2 separate regions of the Sus scrofa genome follow, and region 2 is linked to region 1. A link is a contact called in public HiChIP or PLAC-seq data. All regions are on one chromosome and are shown on one strand. Each heading gives the region's core, a stretch centred on a gene start, on an enhancer-like site or on the middle of the called end of the contact. The rest is flanking DNA. Distances are from core to core; before and after follow the strand shown. Region 1 overlaps BZW2 (basic leucine zipper and W2 domains 2). Region 2 overlaps AHR (aryl hydrocarbon receptor).

Region 1 (2,739 bases), core at 74-2,573:
AAAACACTTAGTAGGAAGCACCGAGGTGCATCCATTGCACTATGGGAAGTCCTCTCTGATAAGGTGACATTTGTGTCAGGGAGTGAGCTATCTGGGGAGCTCCAGCAAGAGGATGCCAGATAAAGGCAACAGCAAATGCAGAGGCTTTGAGGCTTGATGTGTCAGGTCAGCAAGAGAGAGGGTACCTGGCAAGAGCAAAAGTGTAGACGATCAGCTAAGACTCATAGTGGGTCCTATATCATCCAGGAACTTTAGCCTTTATTCTGAGTAAGATAGGAAATTTGGGGAGACTTCTCTGCAGCATGTGCATAGTGTGATTTGGGGTTTTGACAGAATCACTGCCTGTTGCATTGGGAGTAGATTCAGGAACAAAGGGCAGAAGCAGAGAGACTGTAACTTAGGGATAAGGTGATAGAAGTTTTGTACCTGGGTAGGATTTTTCTAACAAATGCAGACCACGTTCCAAGTTTGTAAATGTCATAATCTGATTTACACTGATTTTGCCTCAGTTTAACCTCAATAGTAATTTTCACTATATTATGTATCATTCATAAGGACTTTAGATATCATTCATAAATAAACCACCAATAACATGTTTGACATATTACTCTAAACATAATCTTTGATCAGACTTTGTAGTCACATTCTTCCTAAGTTGAATATTGAATGCTGACATGAGTAGCAGAGTAATTATTGCCTTTGGGGATTGCATAGCTATGTCCTTAAATATTTCCTGCTGCGTAATATGGGTCAAGCTGCTTAACCTTGTTAAGACAGTTTATTTTTCTATGAAAATTAATATATTACACAAGTATGAGTAATCTGCCCACCACATCTTGGTTCACAGAAGAAATCCAATATTGAATTAGTTCCCTGCCCCTCAAATTTGGAGGACCTCTTCAAAGCTAGAACAGATATTGGTGACAACATTTCACTCAGGTTTGAAATGTTTGCTTTAACACAAATGCGTGTTTGATAGCTGCTCCCACCAGCTCTGCTCTGACATTTTGAAACTCATGACTCATCAAGGCAAATTATGGATGATGATATAGAGACTATTGAAATTTGAGTCATGACATAGAAGCCATCTGGATCTGTTACTATACCTGGTGGCAAACTCATGACAGTTTTTTCTGCTGAGATTTTTATTGAAGCCACATAGCCATTGACCACACACATGCACACTCAAATCTAACCATCATAAAAGTTTGGATCTATTTTGTAGACTCTGCAGCAGTCTGAAAAATGTAAGAGCTTGAAAACTGCCTTACTTTCTTAGTTGGGTGTTGGAGTCACACAGAATTAGAACATGACTAAGTGTTGTTACTAAGACTCTGCCAAACTGTGTAAGGTGAAATGGAAATGAGGGAAAAATATGACAGCAGCTATAGTGTATTGCTCTTTTTAAAAATTTCCAGCAGAATTATGTAATGAATTGAAGAGTTGATAGGGCAGGTTTACATTAGATCTGGCCATGAACATAATTTAGAGCCACCATCATTAACAGATATAACAAAAATTCTCTTTAGCTCTTGAGCTAGTTTTTTAGAATAATAGCATTTTCTTAGAATGTGAATAGAGGTCCTTGAGATGATAATAGTCAGTGTTGTTTTCTAATATCTTGAATCATTTCAACATTACAAAAACTAGCCTTTGTCTGTTAACTCATAATTAAGGAAACAGTGATTAATGGTTTTTTTCCTGTGAGTTTAAAACAATCCATATGTTATTCAGAGTTATCATGCTATTTGTATTTAATTTAGCAAGTTTAGCTCTGTATTTATACATGCTAATACTTTGATTAAAGTTAAAAAAAAAAGGGGAATAACAGTTTCCAAATGAGGGAAAGTAGTTTATGTAAGTTGCTTAGCATTTTCTATTCTCTTTCTTTGTCAGATTGCCTAATTTTGGAAGGTGCTTAGCAAATGCTAAAAATGTAAGCCCAAGATTTATTCTTTTGAAAAACCAATCCTTTTTTTTCCAAATAGGCGATATTCTAAGTGCTACTTTAATATGAAAATTTTGTTCTTTATGCTTGCTGGAATTTGAATAGCTTGTTGTATAACAGTATCTCTTTTCTCTCTCAGGAACTCTTTCCAGTTAACAGGCAGAGTGTGGATCATTTTGCTAAATACTTCACTGACGCAGGTCTGAAGGAGCTTTCTGACTTCCTCAGAGTCCAGCAGTCCCTGGGCACCAGGAAGGAGCTGCAGAAGGAGCTCCAAGAGCGTCTTTCTCAGGAATGCCCCATCAAGGAGGTGGGGACCGTGGGCTCACATTGCCGTGAGCCCGTGCAGCACCTTTACCTTCCTTTAGGAGACCTTTCTTTGTCTATTATTGTGAATTTGATGCTCTTTTTATACCATTAGCTCAATTTCAAAGTATTGATTCAGAATCCTCCAGGAAGTTCCAGAAATTAATGGTTATTTCCACACAAGGGGCTGTCTACCAGGCTGCTGTGGTTGTCAAAATATTTCATCTGTCCAAGAGATTTACTATTCATTATCAGTATGTCCCATTTTATGGTGCTTTCCCCATTTATTGCAGATTACATAATATGGTATTAAGTACTGGGTTAATGTATGTAAGTCTTAATTTTAAGGCAAACAAAAGGGTTGATTTTATATTCATATTACAGGAAAAGACTAGTTGAACCAGTGGCCTGTTGGCTCCCACTCATAATAGCTGCATAATCCCATAATGTAAATTCCACATTTTTGCGTAGCTAAAGTCCATATG
Region 2 (2,739 bases), core at 116-2,615, 590 kb after region 1:
GCATTGTGTAAAGACGTAGTCTCATCTAGGATAGGGTTGAATGCTGCAAAGAGCCAGCACAAGATGGGCAGCATATCACATGGAGAAATACCTCTAAACCTCTTTCTTCTGCTGTTATTGTCATTTCTTTCTGTGTCATAGTAGCTTGTCTTGCGTCAGCATTTGTGTTATTCTCTTCTCCCCAGTGTTGTATAGTCATTACTGGAAAGCTACCAAGAGTGCAATAGTGGATTTCATTTTCAATTATGAGAAATGCTATCTCCACAGAATATTCCTTAATGGAACGGTTGTTTAAGACTTTTGCATAAAAAGTATAAAGTAGTAGTATGGCAGGAGTCCATTGGGAGTAGGTCGGGGAAGACTTTGCAGATGTGATCTAATTGAGCAGTACCTCGAAGCTGGTGAGACAGAGCAAGGGGATTCTGTGGAGTCACAAAAGGAATAGGGAGGAGCCATAGAAAGATCAGATGAGTCTGGTTCTCTAGGTTCGGGAACATGGTCTGCATGGAGCTACTGAAAAACTTGAATCAGAGGAGTGACAGATTTATATTTCAGAAAGAAGTGCTGGCTTCAGTGCCATGTGCCTTGCATTACATCCTCTCCATCACCATAGTCAGCTTGTTAAAACACAAGACTGGTCATATAGGAGTTCCTGTCATGGCTCAGAGGTTAACGAACCTGACTAGTATCCATGAGGATGCAGGTTCAATCTCTGGCCTTGTTCAGTGGGTTAAGGATTCAGCGTTGCTGTGAACTGTGGTGTAGGTCACAGACATGGCTTGGAGCTGGCATTGCTGTGGCTGTGGTGTAGGCCGGTGGCTTCAGCTCTGATTCAACCCCTAGCCTGGGGACCTCCATATGCTGCAGGTATGGCCCTAAAAAGACCAAAAAAAAAAAAAAAAAAGACTGGTTATCTAAAACCTGGCTGAAAACTTAAGATGACTCCCAGATACCAAAGGTCAGTTCGATACCATTTCTGAGGGGGCACTTGTGATTTCCTCTTTCATGGACTTTTTTTCATCAGATACCCACAAGGCTCACTCCTCCCCTGTTCATGTCTGTTGATGTTGAGATGTTCATGAAACATCACATCAGAGACCTTCCCTGGCTGTCTGTCAAAACCAGCACCCATCACTCCTTACTTCCTTATCTTGGTTTATTTTTCTTCTTAACACTTACCAGCTTGGAAAGTTATGTGCTTGTTCATTTATTTATTCATTTATGTATTTATGTATCCTCCCATCAGGATGTAAGCCTCAGAAGAACAGGAGCTTCAGTACGTTTTGTTCACTACTCAGTGTTCTGTGCTTGGCACATGGTGTGTGTGGGGAGGTCACTATCTGTTGAAGGAATGTGGCCCTGGCCAGCTCCGTCCTTGTCTCTCTTGCAGCTGGTGCTTCACAATTCAAAGGCCCTGTGCCAGGTCACCATTCCTCACCATGCTGCCTCCTGCAGTCCTGTTCATCTTACAGAACCCAGCTCCATCTCTTCTAGCAGTTGTTCATTGTACTTAGCTCCTATAACACATTTTGAATATGTGGAAGAATGATTTCCTAAACTGCTAGGACATGATAGTTGCAAATAAATATTTAACAGATGATGAGTCAGAGGAAAATTATTCAATGAGGTAGACATGTATTAGAGATAAAAGTTGAAATTCAGTTGATTAATTGGAGAAATGCAGTAATTAGGTGTGACTTGAATTTGATTATACATGTAATATGATTAGGGAAAAGAGCTAGATAAATAGTCACCAATTTCTATTAAGTATGCAATTATTTAAATAGTCTGGAGAAAGTATCTAGTGGAAAGTATGCCACTTTACCAATTTATTACTCTTATTTTTTTGCAGGAATAACATGAGGTATAATAGAAAAAATAGAAACAGACAAGTTCTGAAGAAATTACTGGTTAGGGACAGTAAAAAATGTGTTAAATTTTCACATTACTTTCTATAATTTCTTTGTATAAAGCATTACTTCTTCATGTTGGCTCATACCATTAAAAGCATAAATTATCTAGAAATGTTTTGATTGAATCAACTTAACAGCATTATACTCAAGCCAGTTTATACTTTTTAAGATACTGTAATTTAATTTGAATTGTCACAGATGTGTTTGTCTTCTCAATAAAACTGGAGGAAAAAAGTCTTTGTCAAAAGAATTCTCTGAATAATTATTTTTCTGGCAAATGGGAGGGTGTAGTAACATGATCTAAAAATTATGTTGTTTGGTTTTTAATATCCTCTCTATTTATATTCACTTTAATGAATTTCTGTTATGAAATCCTGGCTAAGGCCTTTGTAATGAAGTTCAATTTCTTATTTCTGAACTCAAGTTCTACTCCTAACCATAAATATCTTTTCACTCAGATGAAAATTGTGCTGAATGTTGGGATTATATTGAATTTTTTAATTGAGTCACAAACTATGATAACTAATAATTAAGTCAGATTACCCACCAGTTACAAAAGCAAAATTTATCATTAATCACAGTTAGCCTCTAAGATTTGTCACCCAACAAATATCAGTAACTAAAGTCAAATATTTTCTTGCCTTAATGTTGGATTTGCCCATTAGATGGCTGGAGGACCTTGCAGAGGGGCTGGACCAGGTTTGAGATGTTTTCACTGACAGGATGAAAGTATTAAATATTGGAAGCTAAGCATCATGAAGATAAGTTTTTATTTAGGGTTGCTCCTATTTATAGCAAAAGTGACTTTTCCAAGATGATTCTTGTG

What was found. HiChIP or PLAC-seq counts read pairs in DNA pulled down with a chosen protein or histone mark.
Region 2: a contact with region 1 is called in an H3K27ac HiChIP or PLAC-seq map of alveolar macrophages. The contact joins two enhancer-like sites. A contact is called at or near these places in 2 of 5 promoter capture datasets (fetal liver and liver), 1 of 47 Hi-C or Micro-C datasets (embryonic fibroblasts) and 1 of 2 datasets of contacts at active chromatin or transcription factors (alveolar macrophages).

The regions. Positions count from the first base shown.
Region 1 is chr9:85,933,413-85,936,151 of Sscrofa11.1, forward strand. It overlaps BZW2 (basic leucine zipper and W2 domains 2), which reads left to right. Exons shown (of 12, transcript NM_001245007.1): 8 at 2,088-2,258. Among named protein-coding and RNA genes, the nearest start is that of BZW2, 47 kb to the left of the region's middle. Within about 2 kb of position 1,324, at least 6 of the 83 cell types and tissues checked have an H3K27ac peak or open chromatin away from gene starts, as enhancers often do. A contact at or near this core is called in alveolar macrophages, where this site is marked.
Region 2 is chr9:86,520,271-86,523,009 of Sscrofa11.1, forward strand. All of the region lies in intron 1 of AHR (aryl hydrocarbon receptor), which reads left to right. Among named protein-coding and RNA genes, the nearest start is that of AHR, 9.8 kb to the left of the region's middle. Within about 2 kb of position 1,366, at least 19 of the 83 cell types and tissues checked have an H3K27ac peak or open chromatin away from gene starts, as enhancers often do. A contact at or near this core is called in alveolar macrophages, where this site is marked.